Regions from separate parts of the Arachis hypogaea genome. Here region 2 is linked to region 1. The links are chromatin contacts, called in public Hi-C maps. All regions are on one chromosome and are shown on one strand. The core of a region is the stretch at or near the end of the contact, and the rest is flanking DNA. Distances in the headings are between cores, read along the strand shown. Region 1 holds the start of LOC112759081 (basic endochitinase). Region 2 holds the start of LOC112756842 (BTB/POZ domain-containing protein POB1-like).

Region 1 (5,082 bases), core at 137-2,636:
TAATTTAATTTTTTTTAATGTGTATTTATATTTAAACATATATTATATACTATTGATTGATTTTTGTGGCTGAATTTGGTGTACAACTGTAACTCTTGAAAATATATAGGAGTTGAAACACACACGTTTATTTGCTTCATGACTTATACCATGTAATTCAAACTATTATAACAATAACACCCCACTCGTAAGACAGAAAATACAAGATTAGATCGATTGAAGGGAATTTGAGACGAACACATTAAACACTGGGCTTGATATTCCTGCTATACCCTGTTTGAAGATCATTGAACCTGTCCCATAGCATCACTCCTCCATAAATGCTTGATTTCTTAACAAAAGGCAAGACTCGATTCATGAGCACCTGTGGTGGCACATAGCCACTGCCCGCCGCCGACTGCGATGGTGACGCGGGAAACCCAACATACAACTTCCCTGCCCTTATGGATGAGGTCCACTGGTTCCACGACCTCTGGAACTTTCTGGGATTATTGGCATCAAACTCACAAGGACCATTGTTGTAAAACTGTATCCAAACATAGTCAAATAGCCCCGTTGACAATGCCCCATTCAGCTGCTTATCCGGGAAGGGACACTGTGGTGCAGCGCTTAGGTAAACTTTCTGTCCACCTATGATTGTGCACGATAGAATGTAATTATCTTATATATCTATTGGTTGAATAACAAAAATTTTATAAGTATTATTAAATCAGTTTCTCTATATTTACATATACATATATATTGAGAAGGTATAGTTAACTCATATGATGACTATAGTTGGTGGAATAAAATAATCAAATAAAGAATTTGAAGTCCAGTCATATATGATATACCTTTGCTGAGATTGGAGAGTGTTTTAGCCAGCACGATATAGAAGGATGCACCACCACCAAGTTCTATGTCAAAATCGACACCATCCAGCACAACATTACCAAAAGGTCTAGAGTTCGATTTTCCACCCAGAAAGTTATTCCAGATGTAGTTTGCTAAGTTTGTAGCGTCCTTGGAGGAGGACAAGGAGTAGCCAGGGGCGCCGCCTCCTATGGAGAGCAAGACCTGGATGCCTCTTGCCTGGCAGTTCTTAATGTCTTTGTTCAAACTCAGGCAGCCATTTGATGCGGGGTTGCAATGGTTTGCTAGGTTTAGCTGCGGTTGAGTGCCACCTCCAAATGCAGAAAGGAATGCTATGTTGACAGTTTTGTACAGTCCAGAGTTGCATGTGGCACTTAGTGAACCTTCTCTACCGTCTTGGCCCCAATAAACTACTATGTCTCCGGCATTTGTAACGGAGACCAAAGCTACTAGGGAAATCAACACCAATATATTTGATTTTGAAATGTTAGGTGCTTCATTACTTCCCATTATGTGGCAATAGTTGATGTCCAACACGATGCTTAACTAATTTATTTATAGATTACTTCATTCTCTAGCTTAGCTCAATTATTATGTGTCGGCAGATGCCAGGACGTGACTAAAGACAAAGTTAATACGAGTTGCATTATTATTAAAGATGATAAATGTACTTATATATGGTTTATATAGATAGATGTACTACTAACATCTAACTAGCTACATCAACATGTGAAAAAACACCTCTTGAAAATGTAATACTGATTACTGATTAATGATGATATGTGTACCAATAAGATATTAATAATGATACGGCAACAGTCCATAGCTCGCGGGTGATAGTAAAATTAAACTTATACATCACTATATAATATAAGACATTTTTTGAACCATTATTGAATATATATTTTCAAAAATTTGGTTCGTAGATTCTTAAATAAATAAAAAAGACAAAAAAATGTCTTCTATTCTAAGTCGTGAACCCAGAAGGAACCAGGGAGGCTAATACATATAATGTTGTGTTTGGTGAAGACCTAATTGACTATATATTCCGGTGCATATGGCTTGGAACAGGAGCAGCCATGCACCCCACATCAGACAACGTCCGTGAATATGAATAAATCCACTCAAAGTTATGTTATTATAACAAGTTAGTTGATGCATCAGTTACACATATTAATTAAGGGAAAAGATTAATAACCAAGTTTGTTAATTAGGAAGAGGAGAGGAAGTGATGAGTTAGGATTAACTTATCTCTTCTCATTATTCATTATTATTCATTTTAACCACAATTTTGTTTATTTCAAGGCATCAGTCCATAATAATTAATGTACGCATTTTTATCTCACAATCCGTGACTCTCATCAATGGTATCGGAGCCGTTCAGCCATGGCTTCCAAAGTAAGTTCACGACCAAATGATCAGATCGGAGCTCAAGCACAATCACAATCACAATTAGCGTTTCATGATTTTACAACGCCAATAGCATTGAAGTTGGATGCGCTCAATTTCCTACCATGAAAAGATTAAATTGAGGTTACGCTAGAAGGTTATGAGTTGGGGTTAAGTACGATTTTGATCTTTAAGATATAGACTGAAATTTTTTTTCGTCTTCAACCCTTTTTTGCATACAAAATCTTCCTTACGGTTTAACTTGATTTTAAAATCGTATAGAGATGGCGACGGAAGCAGAGACAAAGGTGAATCGTGGACAGCTTTTTCTTCTTTTCTTCCACCTCCTTCTTCTTCCCTTCCCCCTTTATAGGAGTAGAAACACTTTTTTTCTCTTTTTTTTTATTTTATAATTTTTTTGTTATGGATAATTTGGTCCAAAATTTTAAGATTTAAGTAAAAAGAGCTATTTTAAATTTGGTTTTAAACTTTAGGGACGATTTTGTATGCAAAAAAAGTTGGGGACGAAAAACATTTTCGGCCTATAACTTAGGGACCAAAATCGTACTTAACTCTTATGAGTTGTTAGGACATATGAAAGCTTGGCTGTTAGCGTCAATGAACAAGAATTTCACAATGAAGATGGTAGGATGTGAGTTTGCACATCAAATTTGGTCAAGATTGAACACGTTCTTCGCCGCACAGGTTATGGCAAAAATTATGCAACTCAAGAACAGATTAGGAACTATAAAGAAAATTGGCTCAATTAGTGATTAACTCTTAGAAATAAAAGAAATCGTATATGCATTGATTTCTGTTGGAGATGATATATCTAAAACTGGTCATGTTATGGCAATCTTGAATGGCTTGTCGGAAGAATTTACTGCCTTGATTATCTTTGTGGTGTCTAGAGTAGAACCTTTTTTAATTGGAGAACTGGAAGTGTTGTTAATATCACATGAGTGTATGTTGAAGAGATTCAAGAAGCCGAATTTATTCATTCAAGTGAATGTTGCACACTCTGATAGTCAAGGGCAAAGGCAACACCACCAATTCCTAAATCAATCCAATTTTAGAGGAGGAGAAAGATTTGGTTTTTGCGGTAGAGGAGGCAGAACTAGTGGATTTAGAGAAGGTGGAAGATTTTCAACAACAAGAATTGTCTGTAAATTATGTAACAAGTATGGGCATTTTGCGATATATAATGCTGGTATAGGTATGATGAAGGATCAGACTCAACGGGATATGAGTCTTGAAACTATGATACTAAGAATTATGATGCAAGAAGCTTCACCAATTCACCAAGTCAGAGATCAGGACTACCAAGGACAAATCTAGCAATCAACAATCAAATTGCAGCACTTCAACAGTAGCTGACCCAAGCTGGTACCCTGACTCGAGAGAAACTCATCACATGACTCTATACCCATACAATTTGATGCAAAAGACAGTCACCTGATTAGGTCATAATTGAAGATGGTACATGTTTACAAATAACTCATGTTAAAAACTCTTTATTTAAATATGATTTAAGCTCTAAATTGTTTAAACTTGCCAACTTATTATTATATGTCTTCAACGTCGTCAAGAATTTAATTAATATCAATAAGTTTGCTAGAGACAATAATGTGTTCCTTGAATTGCATAATGATTTTTGCTGTGTCAAATATCAGGAGACTAAGAAGGTGTTACTCCTTAGATCTGTGGACAATGGACTCTACGAGTTCCATAATCCTAGCTTAGCATCATCACTTGCACCAACAGCACTGTTAGTCACAAATTCCTCTCCCAATTCCTTTAAACTTTGGCACAGTAGGCTTGATCTTCCGTCCTCTTATATTTTATTCAAAATACTGTAACTTAGCAATGTCAAATTTTCAATTCCCAAGTCTGTTTGCAAGGCTTGTTGCATTGGCAAGTCCTACAATTTACCTTTTTTTTTTTAATTTTTCTACTATGTATACTTGCCCTCTTGATATTTGGGGACCCTCCCCTATTCCTAAAATAAATGGTACTAGATACTATGTTCACTTTCTTTATGCTTATTCTCCTGAATTTTTACTTAATCTCATCTAGATCACAGCCAAAATTAGTTTTTTTTAAAGTTTTTAAAATATGGTTGAATTGCAATTGAATTCTAAAATTCGTACGTTTCAAAGTGATAATGCTAAGGGGTATGTTAGTCTCTCTCAAAGCCTGCAAGAATAAGGCATTGTGCATTGCTTTGCGTGTCCTCATGTCTACCAACAAAATGGTGCTTCGAAAAGAAAGCACCGCCATATCTTAGAGATGGGACTGACCCTAATGGCGAATGCTAGTGTGTCTCTAAAATATTGGGGAGAGGCTTTTCTCACAGCGGCTTAGTCGATCAAGATTTTACCTACTCCAGTTCTAAACATGTCCTCGATGGAGAAATTGTTGAACAAGAAACTAGATTAGTTGAATTTTAAAGTATTCGACTGCCTGTGTTTTCCACACTTGAGGGCCTATAATCAACGTAAATTGGATTTTTGGTCTGAACCATCAGTCTTTCTTGGCTGCGGTACACAGAATAAAGGATTTTAATGTTTGCTACCCTCTAGTATGGTTATTATAACACACCATTGTGTCTTTTATAAAGAAATTTTTTCTTTCCAAACTGCCCCTTCCACCATTCATATCTCTCACAATGTTGATCCCTCACCAATTCCTCCTTTACACATTCAACATCACCCTCATCATTCTCCACCATGCCCTACACATATCTTACAGCCTGCTACAAACCCAGATCTCCCCTCCTCTCTAGCTCCTGCTCCTACCCCACTACATCGATCCTCTTCCCAGCCACTCCCAACACCCGAT
Region 2 (5,023 bases), core at 265-2,764, 150 kb after region 1:
GCCTTCAAATTGAATGAGAAAAGAAATCTTAAAATTATTACGTTAATATATCTTTATATCTTGAAGCAAGATACTGCCTTGCTGCACGAGTCAATGGTTGAACTGCATCGGCCATTAAGAGAGTAAAAGGGAGCTCAAGGTAAAGCAACGCAGACTCAGATGTCATTGGCATGTTCCGTAATAATTGACTACAGTATCTCATGCATGAAGCAACTTCAAATTTGTCTGCAGCCATTAACACATCCAACAGTGCAGTTGCTGAAGAAGCGCTTAACGTATTAGTGTACATAAAGTTTAGAAGGTCCACCACTGCTGCTTCCTCTGTAATATTTTTTGCAGAGACAAGAACATATAATTAGCTTTAATATTAATCAAATAATTAATATGAAAAAAATAAAAGAAGAAAAAGAGAAGCTGTTTGTATATGTATATGTCTATACCACTGGCATTAATTCTTAGTGTAACATATGTCTGTTCTGACTCCTTCATCCCATTTGAGAAAAGCTACAAAATAAACAATAACACTAATAATTTAGTGAATATATTGGGAAGAATATTCAGATCTAACGAATAAATTAAAGAATAAATGTCGCTACCTTATAGAAGAAAGGACTTTTAGCAGCCAAGATAGGAGAACTAATATATAATGTTCTAACTCTCACATCTATGGAGCAATCACAACTCCAATCATGGTTATTTGAAGATTCATCACCTATATCGACAATAGATGGAACCCCACTCAAATAAAGTGTAAACACTAACAACAAAGGATGTATTTACTTCCAAGTGAAAGAATAATAATGTTCTTGTTTTATATATCCATGCATTTCCTTAATAATAATTTCAAGAATTTCATTGATTATAGCTGATCCCAGTAATGAAAAACAATGGGCTTTTATTTGATGTTTTTTGTTTCTTTTAACAAAAGCATTTAACTAAGAACTTGAATTTAAGATTTTTAGCTATATATTTAAATACCTGAAAGACGTTCTTCATTTGTTGAAGTTGTCTCTTTCTCTTGATTTTCGTAAAGGACACAATTATCTATATCGGCTTGATTTGTATTCAAAATTCGTTCATCGTAAAGATCTTCGACTGCAAACAAGAGAGTAAATTTTGGATATTATATGAAAATATGAAACTAGATGTAACAAAAATATTATAACCCTCGAAAAGAAGATGGTAATCAGTTAAACAAAGAGAGAAGATGTTTAATCATCACCAGAAAAAGGAAACAAGATCAAAGTATTATAACCCTTCAAATAAAATGTATAATTGGTGAGTGGGAAAGAGAAAAAGACCATGGTAATTATGGTGGTGGATATCGTCACCTTGCCTCTTGTAATGGCGGTTCCAATAATCATCACCATCGGAATCAAGACAATGCTCATCATCAACTAGGTTTTCCACGATCTCAATACGTAGAATTCTATCGGAGAATTTACTATCATTAAAAGCAAAGCTAAAATCAACGTCGCTACACGAAGAAGTAGAACGAGAGTGATTGAACACCATTCTTATTGTCACGGACTCAAATTAAACAGATCCAACGTAACAAATACAAATCCTCCTCCTTACTCTGCAACTATGGATTGAAGGAGAACAAGAGACCCTAAATTATTGTACACAATCCCTTTATGACTGGGACATAAGAATAATAACTCAGAAAGAGAAAATTCTTTCTCCTTTTTTATTATTAATTATTAGAGAAGCAGATTTTGAATGATTAATAAATATGTAAAGAATATATTCGTTCTCTTTTTTATTGTTTAATTACTAGTTACAATATCTGTTAGTTTAGCTGGTGTCTTGGTTTGGTTCGAACTTAAAACTTCAATCCAACCCTAACCCATTCTTTGTTATTCAACTTTGTCCACTGTCTCTTTTTCTTTCTGTTTTTAGGTTTGTTATTTAGTTTATTATATGGTCTAAAGACAATGCAAGGAGGGTAGATGTGAGCTGTGAAGGTTTTTCATAACTGATAAAAGGAAATTGAGAAAAAATCATAGAGGTTTTAACGAGGATGGTCCGCACTTAATTTTTTGTTTGGTACGTTACTAGTTATCATTAGTGTGTGTTTTTTTTTTTTTTTTTGAGATAATATTTAAGTTAGTATCTGAATTTATACGTAAATTTTAATTTGGTTTCTAAAATTTTAATGAGCTCTATTTAATTTCTAAATTTTAGAAATATAACTCATATTAATCTTTAAAATAATTTGCGATTCATTATCATGTGAGCCAGAGCATAATGATAAGATCATATTTCTTGTCATTTTCTTTTTAAACACATTTAAAAGTTACAAGATATACAATTTATGGCTAAATTCTGAGATTCAATTGAGTTTCTTTCCTAAACAAATACTATAGTGTGTATCAAAAAATTGGATTCATTTATTTCATTTCATTCGAGTGAGTAGTTAAAAAAAATTAGAAAGAAAAATATAATATTTATGAAATATTTTAATATTTGTTTTTATGGATCCAAATTCGGATAACATAATAAATTTAGAGGAATACTAGATAGCTATTAAAATTTATTGTTTTTAGCCATTAATTAAATATCAATGTTTAAAAGTGTGGGTTAAAATATGCTATATATTAGATTACTAAACTAAAGAAATTGAATTAATAACTAAAAATAATAGCTAAAAATAATAGAGAAAAGGACAAATAGGTTCCTGACCTTTTGTCCCGTAGATATTTTTGTCTCTGACTATTGAAAAATATTTTTAAGTCTCTTATCTTCACAAAACTTGGACGGGTCAGTCCCTGACGGAGACAGTTGGACGGAGGGACTGATCCGTCCAAGTTTTGTGAATGTCAGGAACTTAAAAGTATTTTTTAATGGTTAGGAACGAAAATGTCCGCGAGACGAAAGGTCAGGACCTATTTGTCATTTTCTCAAAATAATAAATTCTAATAATCGTATAGTATTCTTCATAAATTTAAGTTTTCTATGATGAACATTCATGCAAAGAGGGAATGGATAAATGATTATGCTTCATAGTTCATATATCCAATAAAATGGCTAGCTATTCAATTTATTATTTGTTTATAAAAAATGCTATATGTAGATACTAAAAATTAATTATTATATACTTATGTATCAATATATATATTATTTAATTTATTTTTAATATATATTTTATATTTTAATATATAATTTATATAAATAACTGAATTATTTGTTAATTTGTAATATATATATATATATATATATATATATATATATATATATATATATATAATAAGTGTTAATTTATTGTAATGTAAATTTATATATTTGAATATATTTTATTTTTGGATATATTAATTTTCAATGTACTAAAAAAAGTGAAAACGACAATTAATTAATTAGTTCTATTTTTTTCTAATTTTAATTTTAATATATGCTTTTTTAACTATTTCCTGAAACTATAAAAACATTTTAATGTGTAATGGAAATTATTTCTTTTTTTTTCTTTTGGGAATCTTTACAGGGACTAATTAAATTAAGCAAGCATAAGTTGGTGGCTGAGGGGATTGCTGACTTGCCCAACACAAGATTGTTGTCAGTACCCAGTAGTCCATAAGCACGTAGCTTTTCTATACTCTTTTGTTTTTGTTTTTTTTCATCTTTAATTTATATCAAATAATATTATGCTTAAGGAATAATACGGCCTGAATTCATGACATTTTGTCACTTTCTCTTAAGTTTTAGTGGCTTCATTGCAAAAACTGTGGCGCATCGAAACTAAAGATGAACGGGATACAAATCGATTTCTTTATTAACGTTAGTTTGTGGCTTTGTGCTAATATAACAGCAAACTTTGGCTTTAGTTAACCTCATAGATCAGAAATATTATTCCTAGCTAGTTTAGCCTTTAATTCGGAAAGTGGATCAACCTATAGGTTGAAGATCACAATGTTCCTGAAGAGGGAACTTGGGATCAGAATAGGAACCATTGAGAATGGCATAGGTAACAAGCTTGTTTGCAGCTTCTGTTGCATGGATTCCATCCCAGCTTACGTAGTTGTAAGGATCATCACATGCTGTTGCTTTGGAATTGCCACAGTAAGCTTTTGGATCGAAATTGTACTTTCCCCCTCCATATCCGCAACATGCTTTCGTGCCATACTTGAGCCCTGTTCCAAAGAATATATAAACCGTTTTGAGAAGTGATTAAACTTATATATAGATATGAAGGAGAAGTGCTTGATTTGAACCATGAGAAGTTGGATGCTGAAAGAGCTCTAACAGAACAGTGTGTACATCGACATAAATGACATTAGCATCAGAAAGAGTCTCTCTAGTCTGTCTCAATGTCTCTTTCAACATCTTGTTATAGTCCACAACGGCGTTGTTTAAGGAAACCATACATCCAAATTCATCAATGTCTGAACTATTATGTTCAAGCTCCACCAAGAATGAAGGGTAGCATCCCACTGGTGCAAGATTGAGCACCATAAATGTACGTCCTCCAACATCATGGTATAGCTCCTAGAAATGGAGCGAAATTCAAATCAGTGAGATTATTTTGTTATTTCAGTAATAATAGATCTGTGTTGGTGTTGAGTCTCACCTTAATTGTAGCACCTATTTCTGAAACAACTTGAGGAAGTCTCTGCTTCACTCCACCTACACCAATGGCACCTAAGTTGGAAGTGAAGTCATTTTGGCCAATGTAGAATGTGTAAAGCGATTTTCCGAATATATCCGGTGAAGGAAGCTTGGCTTCTGCAAGATGTTATGAACTAAAATAAGGTTAATTCTAAAAGAGAGAACTTAAAGGGTTAAAGCTAAGAAAAGTAAAATTAATTGTACTGAAATACTCTTGTTCATAAGACTCAGATACTCTGAAATATTCTATTAATAGGACACATCATCTATTCTAAACAATACTAATCCTATAACTCCTATTACTCTGTTTTATAATGATTATATTGATAGCACAAGAAAAATCACAAGGGGTGCCAGTTTTGGCATTGTGAAAAGAAAACTAGTAAGCTCCTATAATACTGCTTCCATTCTTAAATAACTT

What was found. A called contact is a pair of places that touch in the nucleus more often than the background predicts.
Region 2: a Hi-C map of an unstated tissue shows a contact between it and region 1, with 3 times the contacts expected there. The contact joins the promoter of LOC112756842 here to the promoter of LOC112759081 in region 1. A contact is called at or near these places in 3 of 8 Hi-C or Micro-C datasets (leaf and an unstated tissue).

What each region holds. Positions count from the first base shown.
Region 1 is chr16:21,492,400-21,497,481 of arahy.Tifrunner.gnm2.J5K5, forward strand. It overlaps LOC112759081 (basic endochitinase), which reads right to left and starts at 1,387. Exons shown (of 2, transcript XM_025807911.3): 1 at 834-1,387; 2 at 1-630. The coding sequence starts at 1,362. The coding sequence ends at 242. LOC112758396 (a long non-coding RNA gene) reads right to left here. Exons shown (of 4, transcript XR_011874015.1): 4 at 4,720-5,082.
Region 2 is chr16:21,646,664-21,651,686 of arahy.Tifrunner.gnm2.J5K5, forward strand. It overlaps LOC112756842 (BTB/POZ domain-containing protein POB1-like), which reads right to left and starts at 1,515. Exons shown (of 6, transcript XM_025805455.2): 1 at 1,302-1,515; 2 at 979-1,095; 3 at 597-712; 4 at 441-504; 5 at 42-321. The coding sequence starts at 1,515. LOC112758404 (GDSL esterase/lipase At4g01130) reads right to left here. Exons shown (of 5, transcript XM_025807076.3): 3 at 4,565-4,719; 4 at 4,255-4,482; 5 at 3,743-4,127. The coding sequence ends at 4,008.